2 separate regions of the Mus musculus genome follow, and region 2 is linked to region 1. Evidence: chromatin contacts called from public Hi-C data. All regions are on one chromosome and are shown on one strand. The core of a region is the stretch at or near the end of the contact, and the rest is flanking DNA. Distances in the headings are between cores, read along the strand shown. Region 1 has its middle 19 kb from the start of Gm47978. Region 2 overlaps Bmp6 (bone morphogenetic protein 6).

Region 1 (7,436 bases), core at 1,473-3,972:
CACATTTTCCAGTCTGCTAGCAGTTAGGGAAGCAAGCCTGGGTACTATGAATGTGGAGTTGGTAGAAGTTATCTAAGATACATCTAGGCCTGACCCATGAACCACCCCCCCCTCGCCAGCAGGATGGTCTATCATGGTGACCCCTCTCTTGGCAATCTCTTGGATCATATATGGAATACTTCAATGTCAAAGAGAGACAAGGAATAGAGGTGTAGCTCGGGGTAGTGTACGTGCATGCACAAATTCCTGTGTTCTATCTCAAGTAACACAGAGAGAGAGAGAGAGAGAGAGACAGACAGACAGACAGACAGACAGACACACAGACACAGACACAGACACAGACACAGACACAGACAGAGAGACAGAGGGAGAGACCATAGAGTCCAGAGACAGCACAGTGATAATTCCCAGACCAACACAACATGGACATTTTCTTTGTGAATTTTTGTGGACATTGAAATATGAAGTTTGCTTGTTGCTCTTAGCCTGTCTGACCCCATCAATCACTTGCTCCATAATGGCATTTTAGTTAGTGACAGACTCATATAGTGATGAAGATACTAACGGAGCTGGATCGTTCCCATCACCATTCCCACTGAAGTCATCAATACATAGTGGGGTACCCATCATGTGTCTGCGGTGAGGCTGTGTGTTAAAGTGAAACACACACAGGCATGCACGATCCACAGCAGCCACGAGTGACGACATTACCATTGTGCACCTTGGCTTTTCGTGTATCATTCTTACAGCTCTCGCGCCTTACTCATACAAACTTTGTAAAGTCACCAGCCCTGTGACACTTGTCCATCCTGCGGCTAGTATTTCTAGGCTGCATCAAGAGGCTACAAGAGGTGACTGGCTTGTTGCGTGCAGGTTTGTGTGAGTGGTCTTAGGATGCTCACACAGCGACAAAGTAACCGCCCCACACACACCAGAAATGCCTTCCTTAGAGGGTATACTCATCGTTAAGCAATGCAAGAATTTCCTAAGCCTTGCCTGATGCCCACAGGAAACAACATTGCTTAAAGAGAACTTCATGTTTCAAAGGCACATCGTGTAGAGCCTTATTCAGAGAGCAACAGTGTCATGCATCTTGTCGGCTATTCACAGCATCTTCCCCAAATGTGAGGATGCTTCTTTCATCCTTGTACTGTCCCTAGTACTACCTAAGCACTTGCATGGCTTTCAATTCTCCATTCTCTCCCTCTGTACCCATCATCTTCTCCCAGCCTTTCCTTTCCTTTCTAGGGATCCCAGGCCTTTACACAGTCCACAGTCCCACCTTCTCCTGAATGTGCTAATTCCATTCCCACTTCCTGGCTTGTCTTGTCCGGGCTGTCTTTAGCTGCCCTAGCCATCAAGGGCTATTCAGCTTGAAGATACTGAGCAACGGGTTTATCCCACCCACAGCTTATGTGGCTGGTTTTTGCATCTGGGGCCATGAACGCAGTCAGCAGGCTGGGCAGTTAGGGTGGAAAGATGAATGTCCAGCTGGGGAAATCAGACAAAGGAGAAACCATCAGCAAATTTTGGAAGCCAGGTGGAGAAAATGGGACCTGAAGTGGGCACTCAAAGCTCCTGGGTCTGCATCCTGCCCGGGGAAGCTGGCAGCTTGTAGCACTGAGCTAAACACATGCCAGGAGTCAGAATCTGAAGGAAGAAGGCCGGCCTGAGCAAGGCAGCTGCAAACTGGATTTTGGCCTCTCACCAGCAAGAGGAGTCCAAAGCGCTACAACAGCAAGCTCCAGCTTAGATCCTACTTAGAAACAAGGGCAAGCGGGGTGGTGTTGGCACTTTAGGCCTTTGACCCTAGCACTCAGGAGGCAGAGGCAAGGGGATCTCTGAGAGTTAAAGGCCAGGTCTGGTTACAAGGATAACCGCCCTTAACTGCTTTGGGGAGCTATATGTAGCAGCTGTTTTGCCTGTGTTTTGTTTGTTTGTTTGTTTGGTTTGGGCTTTTTGTTTGTTTGTTTTATTTTTTTTTTGTTTTTTGTTTTTGTTGTTGTTGTTGTTTTTGAGATAGGATTTCTTTGTGTAGCCCTGGCTGTCCTGAAACTGCCCCTTTTGATCAGACTGGCCTTGAACTCACAGGATCTAAGGGGCCATGTTTTATTTATTTTTTCTATCCTAAGTATGGTGTCTGGGAACATTGCAAGGCTAGAGTAAAAGAGAAGCAGAGCCATTGGCATGCATGCTTTCAAAGACATTACTATCACCGCTCCTTAACAGGATCATTCGCAGAAACACCGGCAGAAACAGGCAACGACAATTTCTCTCTCTCTCTCTCTCTCTCTCTCTCTCTCTCTCTCTCTCTCTCTCTCTCTCTCTCTCTCTCTTTCTCTCAGAAACTAATAGTATCTGAGCTTTTCTTGGGTGCCAGACATTCTTTCTAAACGCTGCACAGAGCTGGACAAGAATTGCATAAGATGGGTATCCTAACCCCCAAAGGAGGATGCAGAGTTCATGAGCAATCTGCCCACAGCTGGTCCGCATCACTGCGGGACACCCAACCCTCTGCTCCCTGGCTGGGCTACATTTTCTACAGAGGGGCAGACTGGGGACTGCAGGTGGCTGAAAGGCACCACCACCACCCCCCCCCCCCGCCCCCGTGACTCACAGAGGATTTCAAGTAGAAGCGAAGGCGGTGGCGCCATCCGCTGGTGCTTTAAAAAGGCCAGGGGTGCTTATAAACAATCCTGCCTTGGGACCGCACCCTCCTCCCACGCGGCCATAGGCCCTTCCCAGCTGGGTCTAGCCTTCCAGATCCCTCCCTGGTCTGCTCGCCCTAGGGCTGCCAATGGACCCGCATCCACGCATCCTCCACACACCCTCTTTCTTCTTCCCTCGCCCCCTAGGCTGAACTGGGGACTGCCGCTTGAGTTTCAGTGTTGTTACACCCCACCCCCAGTGAAGTCAGGCAGGGAGCGGCTGTAAACTGTGACTGAGGCAGGACCCCAGGGACCCCTCAGCCTGGCCTGATTTCCCGCCTGCACTCTTCCATTGTGACCTTCAGCATCTGGTATGGGCTCGCTCATGCGAGGGAAGAGTTCTCTGGACTCCGAGAAGCTTGGGTGTGAGGCCTTTTACTGTACATTAAAGTGCACGCTGCTTGCTTAACCTCTCTGGGCCAAGTATCCCTCATCCCTTAAAAAAAAGACAGCATGCACTCCATGGTTGGTAAACTAAATGGAGACAAAGCAAACAGCACTTGGAAAAACTCCCAGCGCACTTACAACTTTAAGCTCCCGAACAGTACGGCAGGACCAACCACAACATTTCATCCCCAGAACCCAGAACAATGAAGCTATCTGCAGACAGCTTCATTCTGACACCACATACAATTCGCTTGAGAGCAACACAGCCTGGCCTCCTGGAGGTGAGACAGCCTCTACCATTCCCTGCTTCTAGGTCTCCCAAATATTTTCATTAGAGAAAATTTCGGACAGGTCTCTACAGACATTGGATACTCAGGTCCTAACGTTAAGGAGTTGCCAAAGTTTTCCTTAAAATGCAGGCATTTGAGTGGTGTCGATAAGGGGTTAATGGCTCTCTTTTCTGCCTTGATACAGTTGCTGTTTCAAGCAGTAAATTCTCCTCTGACCTATAACTGACCCCAGCACACAATCATGTTATTCATATTATAAACAGGGGGACGGTATGTATAATTTCCTAGATTTCTGGGACATGGATCATAACTAAGCTCGCAACCTTTCCTTTGGAGAAATGGTCCCATTTGTTTCTGGTTAGCTTCAAAGCAAAAACTCATTTTTTCCTTGAATGTGTCAGTAACTTGAGTGAAATTTGTCACTTGTTTTTATGAAATATTATTTGCCATTGCCTTCATTTGCCTGGAAAAAAAAAAGAAAAGAGAAGAAAAGAAAAGAAAAGAAAAGAAAAGAAAAGAAAAAAGAAAGAAAAAGAAAACCACCCATAACAACTCACAGTCCCTACTCAGTTCAGGAAGGGCAGTGACAGAATGGCGGTGTCATTTCTGGTCATGGAAACTAACAGGAATCCCCAGGAATGGCCTAAGATGTATCCCTCTGACAGTCTACTTTCAAGAGCCCACTACGGGAGCAAGACCACGGGTGACATCTTGTTCTAATTTAAGCAAGGTTGAACTGCGGGCCAGCTCCTTCAAATCCCAACCAGCACAGAAATTACCTCCTACCAAAAAACCACAAGGTTTCGAGTCTGTAAGAATGAGGCCCACTAAAGTTGGAACTCCAGAGGCCAGGCTTTTTTTTTTTTTTTTTTTTTTTTTTTTCTGAAGCCACCCCATCATGAACAGCGATTTCATTTTCTTTAAATGGGGGGTGACTTGTTTGTCCTAGGATGAAGCTGGAAGCTGAAGCGCGGTAAGAGAGGCTGAAGAGCTGCTTTGTTTCGCCTTGAAAAGAACTAATAACTCCCTTACCACTTCACCGTGAGCCAGGGTTATTTAGAAAACCTTCCACCTATTTATACCTTTCTATATACATCCTTAACAGAGAGCATTTCATTAGCAAGTTACCAGAAGACTCTAGCTGACACACTCTCACAAGTGACTCATGGTAAACAGGATGTCTCTCTAAGAGTGAGGGCTTCCCAGGAGACCTCTTCCCTGCTGGCTGCAGTTCCTAACTGGGGCATGCCTTAGTTCACCTAAGATTAGCAATATTGTGGCGCTTTAGGGGAGTTCTTTGCCTGAGTTTGAAGCCCCGGAGCTTATGACTGGCACGGTCACTTTGAACCCTGCTTGATCTCTAGTTTCAAGGGATAGATGAGCCAGGAGCGGTCCTGAGATGATCCCAATATAGCAGGTACACTCAGGATGACCAAACAGTGTAGTCAGGAACCCAGAGAGGAATGTGTGTGTCACTGTCGGAGATGACCTAAGGGCATAGGAGGGAGGGTGCTGAGGGCAGTGGTCAATGGTGGCCATTTTGATTGGGGCTACCTTCTGGAACTCTTTTGATAGAGGTGGGAAGTGTTGGTGGTAGGGACACTTGGCTCTGTGATGATCTGAGATGATCAGATCACTAATATCACAGGTTGACGTATGTCCCCTCTATTCATATGTGGAAGTCTTGACCTTAAAGTGTGGCATATTCCTGACAGGACCTCAAAGAGGCAGTCAAAGTAAAACAAGGTCATTAGAGTTGGCTTTCATCCAATGTTTAAAAAGAGGAAGTTAGAACACAGACAGACCCTGAAGCCATACAAGAACATAGGAGAAGACACCATCGGCCCACCACAGAGAGAGGCCTTGACATCAGACTTGTAACGTACAGAACTGTGAGGTACTAGATGACCAAGCCTCAGGTCCTAGCAAACAGAATCACTAACTGCCAGGATTTGCTCCTGGATTGGCTGTGAAGCCTCAGTTATGCTCAGAATTTACCTGTGTTAGGCAAATAGAGAAAAGTCTGAGATTTGGAAATTGGATGACCCTTGAGAGTCATCACTGAGTTTGATTTTGTTATTGTTGTTGTTTGTTTTGGAGGGGGTTTTTGATTGTTTTGTTTTGTTTTGTTTTGTTTTAAACCGAAGAAATAATTGCTTTCTGTGAAAGCTTATGGAGATAAACATAAGGTCTATTTAAGACAGCGAGATGGCTCAGAACGTAAAAACACTTGCTGCCACAAGCCTGATGACAATCTCCCACAGCAAAGGGAAAGAATGGACTCTCACGTTCTGTCTTCCAACTCCCACGTCTGTGCTGTGGCAAACACCCACACACACTCGAATACACACACATACAGATGTTGTATGTAATTACACTTTTTCAAAAAGAGAACCTACCTCAGCCTCTTTGAACTAGTGACTGACTCAAAACCACTCGCCATTTTGTCTTCCTCCTTGTCCTGGGGACATTTGGTGGGGCATTATGGCTTGCAATGTCTCCGTGGGTCAGGTGGTACATGATGCTGGCACCTGGTATGTAAAGGCTAGAAAGCTGCTAAGCATCCTATAGAGCAGCCCTCACATCAAAGCTGCGTCGGCCCAGATGTCAATCATTAAGAAGCCCCACCCTGCAGTAAAGTGTATCCTACTGGAGAGATGGTTCATGAATAAGGATGAGAACCAGCAATGGGATGACAGCACCTATGTACAAAGCCGGGTGTGGTCACCACCGGTAACCCAGTGCTGGCAATGGGAACCAATGAACAAACCCCTCAGGTCTGCTGAAAAACAGCTAGCTAAAGGTTCAGGAGAAGATCCTGTCTCAAGGAGATAAGGTAGAGAGAGCGAGTGGTGGAGCAAGACACCCCAGGTCTTCCTCAGGCCTTCACAGGCATGTGTACCCACCCCACACCCCACACACATAGGTGCCTTAGTCTTCTTTTATGAACTGATGTGCCTCTATTGATGCTGCTGGTTACTGAGTGTTTCACTGCTGGGAAGAGACACCATGACCAAGGCAACTCTTATAAAGGCAAACATTTAGTTGGGGCTGGCTTACACTTTCAGAGGTTCAGTGCATTATCATCATGGTGGGAAGCATGGCACTGTGCAGGCCCACTTGGTGCTGGGTCTTTTATGAACTGATGTGCCTCTATTGATGCTGCTGGTTACTGAGTGTTTCACTGCTGGGAAGAGACACCATGACCAAGGCAACTCTTATAAAGGCAAACATTTAGTTGGGGCTGGCTTACACTTTCAGAGGTTCAGTGCATTATCATCATGGTGGGAAGCATGGCACTGTGCAGGCCCACTTGGTGCTGGAGGAGCCAAGAGTTCTACATCTTGATCTGAAAGCAGCCAGGAGGAGACTCTCTTCCCCGCAGGCAGTCATGGGTGGGGCAATGCTTCAGCACAGACACCTCAAAGCCCGCCCTCACAGTGACACACTTCCTCCACACCTCTTAATATTGCCACTCCCTAGGGGGCCAAGCACTCAAACACATGAATCTATGGGGGCCATACCTATTCAAACCACCACAGGGAGGTTGCGGAACCTTTAGAAGGTAGAGACTCGATGGGTCAGTGAAGAAAGATCTTTGAAGTTTATAGCTCTACCCACGTCTTATCCAGTCCTTGATTCCTGTTCCACCAAGATATCAAGATGTGAGGAGTTCCAGCTGTATGCTTACGTCACCAGGGAGCTGCCCACCAGCATGTCCTCCTCACCATAAGGGATTGTGTCCCTTCAAACCATGAGCCAAGGCAAAACTCTCTTGAGTTTTTTCTCATCCGGTATCTGATCAGAGCAATGAGAAAAGTCACCATTACACCTGCCTCTCCCGGTTGGTCCTGCACTGGTGTGTCCTGATGCTGGTGCAGGCATTCATTCATTCATCAATTCATTCAAATCAATAATTCATTCATTCATCAGTCACTGGCTAGGTGTCAGACTGTGCTGGGCATTAGGAGCACCACAGTGATTTTAGAAGGGGAAAGGGAGGCGTGGGATCCGATCTTTGTGGAGATTGGAGCTGAATAAGAGGATAGAG
Region 2 (7,436 bases), core at 1,254-3,753, 140 kb before region 1:
AACTCCTCCTGCATCTACCTTCCATACCCCAAACTGCATCCCAATTTTATGAAATTTTGTTTCCTTCAAATAATCCATTGAATCCGATTTCTACTGTCCTTACATGCATAGGTGTGGGGCCATCCACTGAAACACCGCTAATCTACCAAAGGCACCACCCTTAATAGAAACCTTAGTAGCCATCACATATCAACAGCAGCTCAGCTGGAGTTGGGGAGGGGCACTACGAACCCCTTCCTCCTACATGCTGTAGTGTTGACTGGCTTCATCTTGTATCTTGTACAGGCGGTCTCAGATGCTATGAGTTCGTGAGTGAAACAGTCTTGCCATGTCCAGAACATACTGCTTTGCCCCAGTCTTCCCTGACTTCTCTCTTTCTTAGGATCATTTTATTGTCTTTTCTGTGACAATCTCTAAGCCTTGTGGAGGAGGAATATGACATAAATGTCCCACATTATGACTGAGCACTCCACAGACACTTCTCTTCTGCATTTGGGCCAGTTGTAATTTCGGTGTTAGCTGCCATCTACTGTACAAAGAGGCTTCTCTGGTGAGGACTGATAATCTCACTAATCTATGAAGAGCGAGAGATCTTTGAGTTTATAGGGCAGTTGATACCATGTCCATTTAGTAAATAGCGGTAGTAGGTTTACCCTGAGCTCTCAGCCATGGGTTCTTAATCAGATTTACTCTTCCATGTGTGTGGATCAGACCTTAAATCCGATCTGCAAGTGGCCAGGTATACCCATAACATTTGTGCCATTATTGCACCTACTGGCATGTCTGGCCATATAGGCCATTACTGAAGTTCACAAATCCACAAACTATAGACGATCTCCCCCTCAATAGCTGACATAGTACCTCCTAATACTATGAAAGCTAGCCAGTATTGAGGAAGCCTGTTGGTCAATACCAGCTCAATTTTTCCATATTCTATGGCTCAGTTGTCTTCAGCAATAGAATCTTATCATAAAGTTCTGATAGGCAACCAAGAACAATGGCCATAACCTGTATTATTTTGAGGGGTCTTTGGGACACACCCAGCCAACGACTCAAAGGGAAGGTTTCCTATAATTTGAACTGGGCTTTTTGTTCATCAGTCTGTAGTTTCCAGGTGGGTTATTCTCCCATGTCAACTCCAATTAAACATGTGGTTTTTTGTTGTTTTGTTTTGGTGTGTGTGTGTGTGTGTGTGTGTGTGTATAACTTAAAAGGTAGCTGGTTTCCATATGACTTTTTCAAACATCCTCCCCCAACCTCCTCCTCTCTCCTACCAGTCACTATATATTTTTAAATTTATTACATTAGTCATTTTTAGTGTGTGTTGAGAAAAGTAAGCGTATGAAGATCAGAGGATGTTTTTGAGAGTCAGTCCTGTCTTTCTACCATGTTGGCTCTGGGGACTGAACTCAGTTTGTCTGGCTTCACCGCAGGAGCCTTTACCCACTGGACCATCTGGCTTGCTCGCTGATTTCTATTTTCAAGAGTAAAAAGAACACTGACACAAGTTGAATCAAGAGATGTTCAGATTAGAGCCAAGAGTGTTGTTAAGGATTGGGATGGGGTAGCCGGTAGACTGTAGAGTCCTCTTATCAGAAAGATAATGCTGGAGACAGTTTACAATTCAGTATTATGACTCACACTGGACAGGAGAGTTAATATCCCCTTTCATCCCAGGTTACAGAGACTGCTTTATTTCTTGTCTCTTCACTATGTTAAATGAGCTGGCCTCTCACAACATGGGACTTTAATTCTAAACTATATTTTTCTTTTTTTAAAAAAATTAGTAATCCAATTTCCGCTCATATAAGATAAACTAATTTTAGCCTTAAGTGGAAGGCACTAATTCCACTGGGATATAAAACACTGCAATGTCAGCAAATTCACAGAGGCGAACAACTAAGGGCAGACGCCAGCAGCAGAAGTCGCTATTCACCACTCCGCTGTGCTTGGTAGTTTCAGTGAGGATGTGGTCCTTAGAATCACAGAAGACATCATGAGCCAAGACAATGCATTCTCATGACAGAAGTCAAGTATCCCTGTAAGGGAAGGAAGGAAGTCACGGTTCACATAGCTACAAGACGAGAACCTTAAAGGGTCACAACGGTAGTTGTGTAAGTCAATTAGCTGTCTGGAAGTCCTGGGAACAAGACATGAGAGATTAACATCTCACTTTCCCTACAAAGTGATTGCCAACAAAGAAAACACCTTCACCAAGAAGGGATAGATTACAAAATATGTCATCCTCCATTGAGGGCCTTGATCTCTGAAACAAGAGGTCCAGGTGCTAGAAACACAAGGGACCACTCACCCTGGGAGGGCGGATGCAACTGGTCAATTTAATTAAGTTGGGTGTGCTCTGTGGACATGTTTGGTGCTAATATTCTGAAGTGCATTGCTGACTCGTGGCTCAGAATGCAGCCATGTTTGTGTGTGAAAGGGCACATTCTTTCCAAGTGGACCCTTCACACTTGAGCAGTCATGAGGCTGGAGTTGTGTGTCGGTCCAACCAGAGATAAGCAGACTCCAATGTGCCTTCCGTGCCGACCCCATTCATCCTCCCTGGGCCACTTTACACACTGTATTTTGTTTTCAGCTTTTAATGGCCTTCTGACTTCTGTGCTAGAATAATTCATGGTCTCGTTGACCCTCAACATGCTCCTCACGGGGTTGTGTTTTGCTTTCCTACAAAGGCCCTTAGAAAACGGCAAAGCTCTTGAGCCGGATAGTGACACTGTTTTCTGTGGTTAGTCACAAAATACATGCTTACTGATTCCCGCTTATTCCTGTTAATTGAGACCTTTCCAAAACGCCAACAGGGCTAGACCTGCTTTCCCTCCTATGTGTCCCCTGCAGCCATGCCATTAATATTCCATCCTAAATCACTCCAACAGGAGAGCAGAGCAAGCTTGCTTCTTTAAGTGAATATAACAGGGAACAGGAATGGCAGCCTCCAGGGTCTCAAGTTAAAACGATGCAGGTTTTACTCGACACTTACAAATGCCTGTGACCAAGACCATAATGATATGTACACAGAATAGATATGGACACTTAACACACCTGTGTTGTCAGTGTGTAGCATTATCCAAAAAGATAGCCTTTATGAACTCCACGTTGTATAAAGCATTGCCCAGGAACTTGGCAATTACTCCAGGCTATCCTGAAAGGATACCAGGTGAGACTGCTAATCCTTCTTGTTAGCTCTAACAGAAAATCTAGATATGCCCAAAACTCAAAATAGACAAGGGAATTTTCACCTGTTCAAAGATATTATATTCATAGGGTTAAACCTGGAACAATACAAGTACTTAGGATTTAATAATTAGAATTCTGTGAAGGGCTTTTTTTTTTTTTAATCGCCCTGGCAAAGTTTGGCAAGCACCATATTGAAGTGGGGAAAAGTAAAACGTTTATGTAATATGTATGCATGTGCATACACACACATTCTCAGTAAACGAAAGCTAATACTTAGATACCTAGTTTGGCCATGGAATCAGAAATAGAGTCAGGAAAAATGACGACAGTTCTTCTACGCTCAGTAACAGGTCCCCTTCTTGGACTGAATGGCTTTCGAGCAGACTCTTCCTATGTATAGAACAGACACTGATGGAAGGGCAGGGCAGCTCTGTTTCTTGAACCTAAGACTGTGACTAACACATTAAAAAACAAAAACAAAAACAAAAAAACCAAAAAAAAAAACCACTAGGTCTGCAGGGCTGTGTGGCTGGCCTTTGGCTACTTTGTGGGTTCTTCTTTCTCCCACCCTCTCCACCCTCTTCCACCCTTTTAATCCCCTAGCACTAGATGAGAGACAAAGGGCTAGAAAGGAAAGGGGTGTGATCCCCAGATAAAATCAGGGTCAGAAAGGGGTGACGTTATTGCTGGACTACTTTCTGCTGCTTAGGAGCCTCGAGCTCCTTGGGACAAATTTGATCTTTATAGGTAGAATATTTCATTTCTTCTTGTTTCTTTCTTTGCACATGACTACCTAACCAACCTGGACCAACAACCACCAATAGCCCCCAGTGCCCACTCCCACCCTCTTGGGGACCTAGCATTTACATACCCTCTGAAAAGTTCCCAGAATTCCAAACATCACATGGTCACAGAGAAACTATCTGCAGCTGGCAAAATCAAGCCCTTGCTAGAGCATGAGGCAAATCACAGTCAGCTGCTGTGGACAACCTGAAACAGCCCCACAGCCCACACCTAGGATAAAAAAAAATTATAATATCTCCCATCCCCCCCCTCTCTGTGTGTGTATGTGTGTGTTATTTATGTTATGAGTGCTCTATCTGCATGTATACCTGCAGACCAGAAGAGGGCATCAGAACTCACTATAGATAGTTGTAAGCCACCATGTGGTTGCTAAGAATTGAACTCAGGACCTCTGGAAGTGTTCTTAAATGCTGAGCCATCTCTCCAGCCTGTGTGTGTGTGTGTGTGTGTGTGTGTGTGTGTGTGTGTGTGTGTGTGTTTAAAGAAACAAAAAACTCCAGTATTGTCACTACAGGGCTCAAAGGAAGAGAGAGTGTGTGGCACTCAGAATTCAATCCTTAGCGTCATAGACCTACACATAAATACACACACACACACACACACACACACACAGAGAGAGAGAGAGAGAGAGAGAGAGAGAGAGAGAGAGATACACTCATAGACTCACATAGACATGTACAGACATGCACACTCACAGACATTATACAGAGAGAGACACACACAGACACACACACAAAGGCACAAAAACACAGATACACACAGAGAGACACACAGACAAAGAGACACAGAAAGAAACACACAGACAGATAGACACAGGGATATACACACAGAGAGACATAGACAGACACACATACACACACACACACACACACACACACACCTGAAGACATTAGAGATTCATTAAATAAATGGATTTTCTAATTGTAGAGGAGGAAGAGGCCCCTTCCATGATACTTGTGTGTCTTTATGTTCTAAATTCTTATCTCCATTAAAGTCCAGGAGTAAGATAAAATTAGTCACTTAAATAAACTTTGGTCCAGTGCCAGTAGGTAACAGAGATACCTGAAAACTCTGAGTCACTAAATCAAATAACAAAAGGGGGAGAGGGAGGCAAGGAAAAAAGAAAGGGGATGTTGAAGCCCTGGGAAGCCCTGGGAAAATACAGATGGCAGCTGTTATGTTTTAACTGTCAGGTGTCTGCTGTAGGCTCATGCTCGAACACTGAGGACCAACTTGGAGCTGCTGTTTTAGGAAGTTACGACCCTTCTGGGCAGGAGGCATGGCTGACAGAGTTGGGTCCCTGGGACCAGACCTTTGGATGATTGGTTATGGTATAGCCTGGCCCTTTCCACTTTTGCTCTCTGTGTCCTGTTCTGTGAAAATGTAAGGCAGCCACTTCCCAGGCTCTGCCAAAACCTGAGCGCTCCAGTCACCGTGCCGTGATCGACCGTGCTCTCCGGAAGCGTGAGCCATGGGAAACCCCTATGCTTTAAGTGGCTAAAAGAAAAGCTTAGCTAACGCAGAGGCAGATGGAGACAGGGTTTTTCTTTTTTGTTTAAATCTAAGTGGCAAGAAAAAAAAAAGTTCTCCAAAGTATAAGTTAACAAATGTCCTGGTTAGATTTGTCAAATTGACAGAACAGTCATTTGGGAAGACAGAACCTCAACTAGGAAAAAAAAAAAATGTCTCCACCAAATTGGCTCAGAGGCAAGCCTGTGGGGACCACTTTCTTGATTAGTGATTGATGTGGGAGGGCCCAGCCCACTGTGGGTGGTGATACACCCAGGCGGGTGGTCTTGGGTTGTATAAGACAGCAGGCTGAGCAAACCAGGACAGGACAAGCCAATCAACAGCATTTCTCCACGGCCCCTGCTTCAGTTTCTGCCTCTAGGTTCATGCCCTGGCTTCCTTCAGTGGTCAAACATTACCCAAGGTGTTTCTAAGTGTTACCTGAGAATTGAAAGATGAAGCAAACCCTTTCTTCCTTGAGTTGTTCTTGGTCATGGTTTATCACAGCAATGGAAAGCAAAGTAGGACAGGGACACTTTATTTTCTTTGTATTTGCCTCTAGCTTATAGTCTGGGGAAATCTGAAAGAGATCGGATTTCCTTAGCATGACAGTTGGGCCCTCTCTCTACCACCTGAATGCTCCATCCACTCTAGCCATCTGCACGTTTTACAATGAGCACAGAAAGGATACCACAGGGCCCCAAAGCTCAGAGTTTTCAATGCAGAAAAATGAAATTACATTGATTCTTCATAGGCTGAAATTAATGGCTGTATTTTGTCTAGTTTTAAGATGCCACACTCAATGAAATACATCTTTTGTTTATGTAACTAAGAGAGGGCAAAACTTCCCTAGTCAAACTTTGATACCATGTGGCTAGTAGGCTCCACTTGAATTTTGGACTAGCTTTCAGACAATTAACAGTTTTACTGCTTGGCGTTGAGAACTCGAAAGGAAACTGTTCATCCTTTGTAGTCATCAGTTGATTTGTTTCAACACATATGTGGGAAGACATTGATCAATCAGAAAGTATATCATAGAGAATAAGTTTCCCATTGAGGCCAACCTCCAATCCCTTTCTCTAGAGTAAATTACTCCTATTAATAGCTTGCATATCCCCTCAGAGCAAACCTCTGCATGTATGTACACAAATACGCATGCTTACTTTCAATAGAAATGACAGGTTCTTTAAAAATCATACATATTGAAGTTAATGAAATATAATAAAATATAATTTCCTAAATTACAAAAAGGCTAGTACTAAAATCCCATCTGAACTCAGAAGCAAAAGGAAGAAAGGCCTGCTAGAAGACTCGCCACACGAATGGAGCCTTGACAGGGAGGGGCGAGGGGGAGCCTCCTGCCGGTGTAGCTAATCACACAAAGGAAGGCTTGAGAAGGTGCACATGGAAGGAGAATGGACTTTGACATCAGAATGGAGCTTCATTTGCATATTGGGAAGAAACAGAAGATAAAAATCAAAGGAGAGCAACCGCCAGATGAAAGGCAAAGACCTCAAGATTTTTAGTGCGGTGTCAGTCCACAGAGACCATCAATCTGATAGTGCTATCTAGGTGTGTGTCACAACTGTATTCAAATCACTCTGAATTCTGCTGAGACCTCCCAAACTCTTCCCCAAGAACATGAAAGCACTTGGTAGCTGATCTGGCCACCCAATCCCTTTCCCACCTATTCCACCTCTTTGCCCCCTGACCACTCAGTGAACCATCTGTATCTGAGCTGGCCAAGATCTCTCAGCCGTGGGTGTTTTGTGTGTATCACTGCCTTCAACTGGGTCAGCGTTTTGCAACCTGTGGGTTGTGACTCCTTTGGGGTCGACCAATGCTTTCACAGGGGTCACATATCAGATATCCTGCATATCAGATATTTACATTACGAATCATAAGAGTAGCAAAATTTCAGCTATAAA

What was found. A called contact is a pair of places that touch in the nucleus more often than the background predicts.
Region 2: a contact with region 1 is called in a Hi-C map of nephron progenitors, with 2.6 times the contacts expected there. The contact joins two enhancer-like sites. A contact is called at or near these places in 5 of 484 Hi-C or Micro-C datasets (embryonic stem cells, nephron progenitors and reprogramming fibroblasts) and 1 of 115 datasets of contacts at active chromatin or transcription factors (pancreatic cancer cells).

Annotation. Positions count from the first base shown.
Region 1 is chr13:38,285,922-38,293,357 of GRCm38.p6, reverse strand. No RefSeq gene overlaps it. Among named protein-coding and RNA genes, the nearest start is that of Gm47978, 19 kb to the right of the region's middle. Within about 2 kb of position 2,722, at least 41 of the 459 cell types and tissues checked have an H3K27ac peak or open chromatin away from gene starts, as enhancers often do. A contact at or near this core is called in nephron progenitors, where this site is marked.
Region 2 is chr13:38,424,943-38,432,378 of GRCm38.p6, reverse strand. The region is part of intron 1 of Bmp6 (bone morphogenetic protein 6); the gene reads right to left. Among named protein-coding and RNA genes, the nearest start is that of 4930579J19Rik, 33 kb to the left of the region's middle. Within about 2 kb of position 2,503, at least 4 of the 459 cell types and tissues checked have an H3K27ac peak or open chromatin away from gene starts, as enhancers often do. A contact at or near this core is called in nephron progenitors, where this site is marked.